Linked DNA regions of Zea mays: region 2 is linked to region 1. Evidence: chromatin contacts called from public Hi-C data. All regions are on one chromosome and are shown on one strand. The core of a region is the stretch at or near the end of the contact, and the rest is flanking DNA. Distances in the headings are between cores, read along the strand shown.

Region 1 (3,883 bases), core at 1,019-3,518:
CACTAGTCCTAGTTGGGAAATTGAGAATAAAGGTCATTCCCAACTGGGACTAAAGCTATTTTTCTAGTAGAGTGGTAGGAAGGCTCAAGCCCTCCACTACACCATTAGATCAGCCTTTGTTTCTTGGGTTTGATTTTTACAAATATAGCAAGTTTGGACCGGTATTAAAGTTGCTTTTTGTTTATTGGGTCACACAAGTCCAACCGAGACTAAAGCTACTCTTTGTTTTGTTGGGTCACATAAATTTAAACAGTCCTAGATTAAAAAAACATGGCCTAGATTAAAAAACTTTCACCAATGGCGATACATACTATCCTGGTTGGGATGAACTTTAGTAAAGGGCAAACCTCTAATCTTGGTTGGGATAACTGGGACTAAAGGTGCCCTGAGGCTAAAAATAATTGGTACGACCTTCTAGACCTATGATTCGTGGGACACAAACCCAAGACCTCATATATCGTCTCGTATATAGCCTTTTATTATCCCACCTACACAACATATATGACTATGGATGGGATGCTTTCCTTTGAACTAACTCGTGAAAGACCATTTAGTCAATAAGAAATCACTAGTAGAAAACAATTCTTCGACTTTTTTTTATTTTAGGCCCTTTTTTCATGGGCTCGGGAATAATGTGAGCATTGTCCTGAATCTTTTTTAGTCACGATAAAATTTAGTCCAGGACTAATTATCATATTATTTCTGAGCCGCAAAACAACTAGGACTAAAATAAAAAAAACCAAAGATCTATTTTTTACTAGTGATATATGCATCATGGACTGGAGGAATATGACTTGCATTGGCACATCCATGACAGCCAGCCTTCATTGTTTTCATCACTAGATGTTTATATACTACCTAGATGTTTATGTACTACCGTGCAAGTCAAGTTCTTTTAGGGTTGGTTTGATGACCAGGGATGAGATCTATAGAGAGGAATTACCTTGCTGTTCAAAATGAATAGCAAGAGGGTGATCCCCTCATGATCACTGGTTACCAAACCGTCCCTTAAAGTAATATTCCCTCCGTATTTATTTATTTATTATGGATTAATTTAAAAAAGAACTACCAGACGATAACTATTCGAGAACGGAGGTATGAGGTACTCCCTCCGTTTCTTTTTAGTTGTCGCTGGATAGTTCAATTTTGTACTATCCAGCGACAACTAAAACGAAACGGAGGGAGTAATTTATTAGTGTGCCTTTGTTTGAATTATGGATGAGCATCTTTTGGTGTTGTTATTCTCCGTGGAGTTTCTTGCCAGAGAGTGAACGGTTTTATGCTTTTGTAGTCTAGTGATTAGGTCAAACTTAGCTGTGTATTATATACATATGCATCTCGATCAATCCTGGCCCACGTACTATCTATTTTCGGCACGTATACATTGCTTGTCTTCATCGACCAGTATACACTAGCTAGCTAGTACACTACTGCAACGAGGCCTCAACTGGCCGGATGCACACTTGGCGCCCTCCGATCCATAGAACTGCTGTGTCAGGTCGTCAAGTTGGCGTAATTTAATTGTCACTGATTAATCATACTATATGTATTCTTGTATATATATCGGCGTTTGACACGCACATCTCCTTCATATCGATCGATAGGAGAAGAAGGCTACTTCCTGCAACTAGCTAGGTGACAGAGCTACATGCATTAATTAATACTAATGCGAGATCCGCGCTTTGTTTCCTTCATTTGATGGGCACCCCGCCCGCTAGCTGGTGCTACTGCTGCTACCCTTTTTCCACACCGGCAGCAGTAGCCGGCAGCGAGTTCCATCGTCTCGCCCAAATTAAAACCAGTCAAAAAGCACACACACGCACACACCAGTCCACTCCTCTGCTAGCTGGTAGTATAGCTAGCTATAGATGCATGGACGTATTGGCAGGCCGCTTCGTGCCGCATATAGGCACGGAATATACCGGCATGATGCATGCGTAAGCCGAATTAGACAGCTATACAAATGGAGCAGCGATTTGGCAGCCATCAATCATGTCATGTCACATAGGCAACACATACAATAACAAGCTAAGCTACACGTACGTAGCTATACTAGCTAGGTAGCACAAATAATGCAGATCACAAGCTAGCCGATTGTGCGCGCCCGCGGTAATCTCGCATCGTCGTTGTATACATGCGCTGCGCCAGGGGAACTGGGAAGGGCGATGTGCGTCTTGTAGGCATGCAGGCGTCGGTGTCACAGACAGTGTGTGCGCTCCTTCGGTTCCTACACCCGGCCTTGTCGCTTCGCGCACTGCCGCCCGCGCGCCCCAGCCCCCATGTCGTCCCAGCGTCTCGTCGTCCAGCGAGCGGACGGCGGCTCGCGACAAATAAAGTTACCCAGCTGTGAACAAACAAATCAGTGGACACATCGATCTGCAGTGGGATGGCCGTTGGTTTATTTGGACCTGACCGCGCCTGGATGATCCGATCCGATCCGGTCGTTGTCTGCTCGTGGCCATCGGCTTTGCCACGGCCGCCTCACCGTAGAATCGAAAGCGGCGCCAATATATATATAGTTCTATTTTGACAGCAGGTGAATAGTACTGAATAGAGAACCAACTACGCCGTTGTTGGTGCTTGCGCATGGCATATGTATACACGATCGAGACAAATGGGAGATCGCGCAGCTAGCGCGGGGCTGCAACTGCATGCATGCGCAGGCGACGAGCCGACGGCATGGTGGCCGGCACCGGCAGGCACTCTCTACCCGACGGATCGGAGGACGGGCACAGCAGCCAGCAGGTCGGTCTCAGCAGGATCCATCGATCCATTATTGGCCACGATCGTTCGTCAGCCGGTCTAGCTAGCCGTATCATCATATCCTATGCCATGCCGCGCGCGCGCGTCAGTGGGCAGCCATATCATGTTGTCCCTGTGCCACAACAGGCACCGTGCAAGTGGTCCTGACCACAGCGCCGCCCGGCCGGCGAAGTGTTGGAACCATGACTGATGCAACAAGAGGCCGACGGTGGCTCCCGCCAGCAGCCTGCCAAATTGAAGACCCAAAGTGTCGCGTCTTAGGTTCGGAATGTATCTGGACGTGTGCATCAGAACCGTGAACCGTCGTCCCAGCTGGGGATGTGCATGTTTGGCCTAATAGGGTCTGTTTGGTTACCTGTATCTGCGCGTGCTTGCATCACAGGATGCGGATAGCTGCTGTTTGGTTGTTGTGAGCCAGGCTATGCGCGTGCGAGCTCTGTGTTTGGTTGCCTGCATGTAGATTTGGATCCAGGCTCGCACGATTCTTAAAGCACCCTGGACCAGGCTCACCAGATACGAGTAGATTGGTCGTATCTCCAGAGTCAGGCTCCAGTGATGCTGGCTCACACAGCCAGGTTGGCGAGAGAAACTAACCAAACAGACCCATAAAGCCTGTTTACAAAAAGGCTGCAGTTCAGGAAGGGTGGAAAGCATTACATGGAAATCAACCCCTGTTCTTGAATGTCGTTCCCTGTTTGGGACTGTGCTTCAGCTTCACAAAATTTAGTGAGGTTGATGAAGCATGTCATAAGGAGCTTTAGAAAATCGTGAAACTAAAGTTATAAACTTTCAGAAGACATTTAGATAAATCATTTTGTTTCTTATTTAAATTAAAAAATATTTTTAAATCGTTCAAATTTCTATTATACGCCTCAGCTTTACGATGAAACTGGAACACAGAGCTATGCCAATCACCCCCTAACTGTATTGTCGGCTTTGCAAGTTAGACCACTAGCATTTGGCTACAAGCAAGGCTTTTGACGATCAACATCAGTCCCACCTCCACCTCTTGGAGAATCTGGCAAAGCCGAGCATGGCGGCCGCTCTCTCACCAGCTAGCTAGCTCTAAGTTTGACATTAAGGATTCCAAGTGATGCCGTCATTTTTGGGGTGATAAACG
Region 2 (3,883 bases), core at 483-2,982, 250 kb after region 1:
ATAATCCCAAACAAACATGTCCTTAGTTATTCTCCTAAACTTTAGAGACTAATTTTTAGTCCGCCTTATTTAGTTATATTGTTTGATAATTTAGCATCTAAAAGTAGCTAAACTTTAGTAAAGTTTAGAAGGCGGGAACCAAACACGTCCCAGCTGCAGAAACCCGCACCTATTGTATTGATGAGTGTGTCTGTGGGTACAAAACTCCGCACACGGATACAGATACATATAGGTAGTTTGCTCCACCCGTTAGTGTATTGTGATAATCTAACTCAACAAGTGCTGGAATAATTTCGTACTCGATAGAGAATTTATCCAACCCGCTGCCGTAGCTACACCCTGTCAGCAAAGGGATCACGTACGTTTGTCACAAGAGCTATCAAGTTAGGCCATATAGCAATTCTCTCACCTGGCAGCAGTGGCAGATGAAGGAGATATCGACCTGCACATGAAGGTCCACGTCAGGCAGTAGTGAGCGACGAAATCGACCTGCGCCGTTGGGGGAGAAAAAAAATTAATACAGATTGTGCAGTCATCTTTCCACTAGCCAATAATGCAGGAGCTAGCGTCCATGCATATCGTCGCGCTTAACACCTTCCTGGATTAAATGCAGGCATAATCTCAAATGGTTCGATGTAGTGACGTGGATGCGCGTAATAAATAAGGTATACCACACACCCAGACCCCAGTCTCCAGCCCGTATAAAAAAAACTGGAGCAAAATTCACGTGTTCGTCTGAAATTCAGATGTCCCGCGAACACTACTTCGCTGCGCCTCGGCTGATCAGATGCGTACGACGCAGAATCAAGATCACGACGCTATTCCTTCACATGTACATGTGACATGTGTGATGTGTGTGTGCTAGTGGCCAGCGGATGAGCAGCCACGATGCGCCGATGTCAGAAGTGTTCCTGCAACCGCCGCCGGGCGGATATGCCAGGTCCGGATGCGGAGCATGAGAGCATATCCAGTTTTACCTATCTAATCCTACGCGAGCAGCGGAAAGGAAACTGCCGGGACAGCAACTCTAGGCTCTAGCAAGGCAGCGTCGCATCGCGCGTCGGCCAATCGTGTTCGCGAGGACAGCGCGGAGGCGGGGACCCGTCGTGGAATCATTGGAGCAGAGCAGGCGAAGGGGAACGAGGCTGCTGGATCGCCTGCTGCCGCCGGAACTCTACCGCATACGTTGTGCACGCCCTACAGTGCGAATTGCTTGCTGTCGTTCACTATTCCTGCCTGCCTCTTTAGTTTAAAAACCTAAGGCATGTTCGGTTAGTTCAGAACAGAGACCTGGAACGGAGGCCTAGAACTATTCCCATTCGAATTGATTATCTAAATTTATATAAGATCTCATCTGGTGGAATAGATTCTAGACCTAATCCAGAACAACCGAACAGACCTAAGCCAAAAAAACACGCACCACGGTTCAAGTTTTTCTGACTCGTGGCACCAATGCTAGATTGCTAGCTGACTAGCTGAGCTACAAACCTCAGGTTCTTCTAGGGCGATCGAGCGCATTGAATCCGGCTAGGTGCCTGACGTGGATCCGTGCTGTTCCCGTGTCCCAGCCAACAACAGCCAGGCCCCACTTGCGCGTCCCCAATCGCCTCATCCGCATATCCCGGGGCCCACTGGTGACCAGCTACCGGCTACCGCTGCCCGTTCGCCACGTCCGCTCGCTCCCGGTATATATACGACCTCCCTACTCATCCCACAAACACACACACACAGACCATGGTGATGGAGGAGACGATAGACGACAGTGAGATGAGTTTGTCGAACATGGTGCTGGGCTTCCTGGAAGATTTCGAGAGGGACGAGCGACGGCCGGAGAACGACGACGACAACAACGAGGAAGAGGGCTCCAGCGGCGGCGACACCGCCGAGAGCAAGGCCTTCTGGCAGACCCAACACTTGCAGCTGCGCGTAAGTCCTCCGTCCTTACATTCGACGATCAATTCTGTTCCGACTACGTGTGTGGGTGGAGATCGAGCGCGCAGATCTTCTCTCTCTCTCTCTCTCTCTCTCTCTCTCTCTCTCTCTCTCTCTCTCTCTCTCTCTCTCTCTCTCTCCGGTCAGAAGCTAGACGACGAATCGAACATGAATTGCAACTCATCAGCATGCAGCAGCTAGTACCCCGGCTGTTCTGTTCTGTTCTGTCCGCTAGTGTCGTCTTCTGCTGGTGAGCGAGGCAAACTAATATGCGTGCGTGGATGTGGATGGTACAGGAGGCACTGGCCAAGGGCAGCCCAGCCGAGAGCAGGATCCGCGCGGACACGGAGGAGGCCGTCAAGAGCATGCGCGCCGCGGCCTGCTCCTGCTCCTGCACGGGGCGGCCCGCCGCCCGGGACTGCCGGCCGTGCATGCTCCGGCACGTCGCCGACCGGCTGCGCGACGCCGGCTACGACAGCGCGCTCTGCAAATCCAAGTGGACGCGCTCGCCGGATATCCCTTCAGGTAACCTGCGTCTCGCGCGTCGTGATTATAACTTCGTCTTTTCGTTCTTTCTACCGCAATAAACGCAACGTTGAGGAATATCCTGTACAAGCTCACATGGTTCACATGGACTTGGTCATCCTCCTATGACACTGACAGACGCCGCTTCCCAGCTGATACTCCTACACAGCCGCCCTAACAAACATTCCAACAAACAGCCAGCCAAATGCCAGGAACGCGTCTCTTTCTCCGACGGTTCAGCGTTAGCGGAGGCGTCCACACCAACCCTCTAGGTCTCGGACCCAAGGATGCATGTTACCTGCCCAACATCCTAAAAAAATCTGAACCCAGATATTCGATGCCGAACAGGTTGGTTCGTTCGTTTGCTGACGTGTTCTCTTCCGATCCGCCGAAACGCGTGTGCAGGCGAGCACAGCTACGTGGAGGTGGCGGTGCAGACGAGGAGCGGCAAGTCCGTGCGCGTGGTGGTGGAGCTCAGCTTCCGCGCCGAGTTCGAGGTGGCGCGCGCCAGCGCCGGCTACCGCGCGCTGGTGACCGCGCTGCCCGAGGTGTTCGTCGGCCGGGCCGACCGGCTGCGCGGCGTCGTCAAGGTCATGTGCGCCGCGGCCAAGCAGTGCATGAAGGATAACAACATGCACATGGGACCCTGGAGGAAGCACAAGTACATGCAGGCCAAGTGGCTCGGCACGCCCGAGCGGGGAGCGGCGGCGGTGGCGGCGGCGGAGACGCCGGTGGTGGCGGTTCCGTCGGTGACGGTCGGCTCGCCAGAGAAGCAGACCAAGTTCAGGGCGTCCATGCTGACCTTCGACTTTGGCCGGACCGCGCTGGAGGTCGCGTGATGAACGCACATACGCTGCCGGTCGAGCGGCATTAGTAGTTCTCTAAATATAGACAGAGGAGGTAACTTTCGAGAAGAAAAAAAAGTTATATAGAGTGTACCTGGGTTTTAGGTTTTTGTCAGGATTCAGAAAGCTGAATCTGTAATATCAATCGAGCTAGGTGTAAACAGATAAGGCGAGCTTGTCACGCGTACTCCGATCGCGTCACTGTAATGGAAATGAAGCTAAAAGATCATGGGTGTCGGTTCACATGTCAGTAACGAAATGGATAACTGATAACGTTAAATTATATTTGTTAAGTCTAATCGTAATCGATACCACACTGAAAATATATACCGGCTAATTTAAACTTATTACTGCCGTTATTCGAGTGTGAATCATTAACATTATCATTTACGTTACATTTTGTGAACCAAATGACATGATTTTTTTGGTTTTAGGGTTAGTTTGATAACTCCATTTTCCTACGAAATTCACATTCACTTGTAAAGCGACCAAGAGACACCTAAGTGTGTGGTGATCCTCGCGGGGTCTAAGTGATCCTCGAGATTAAGAAGAAGCACTCATCCGGTCTAAGCGATCGTTTG

Evidence for each region. A called contact is a pair of places that touch in the nucleus more often than the background predicts.
Region 2: a Hi-C map of tassel shows a contact between it and region 1, with 2.2 times the contacts expected there. The contact joins the promoter of LOC100193809 here to the enhancer-like site in region 1. A contact is called at or near these places in 3 of 25 Hi-C or Micro-C datasets (ear, endosperm and tassel).

Annotation. Positions count from the first base shown.
Region 1 is chr3:202,218,128-202,222,010 of Zm-B73-REFERENCE-NAM-5.0, forward strand. No RefSeq gene overlaps it. Among protein-coding and RNA genes, the nearest start is that of LOC100502522, 38 kb to the left of the region's middle. Within about 2 kb of position 2,269, at least 13 of the 20 cell types and tissues checked have an H3K27ac peak or open chromatin away from gene starts, as enhancers often do. A contact at or near this core is called in endosperm and tassel, where this site is marked.
Region 2 is chr3:202,470,799-202,474,681 of Zm-B73-REFERENCE-NAM-5.0, forward strand. LOC100193809 reads left to right here and starts at 1,733. Exons shown (of 3, transcript NM_001138892.1): 1 at 1,733-1,926; 2 at 2,229-2,457; 3 at 2,863-3,579. The coding sequence starts at 1,735. The coding sequence ends at 3,296.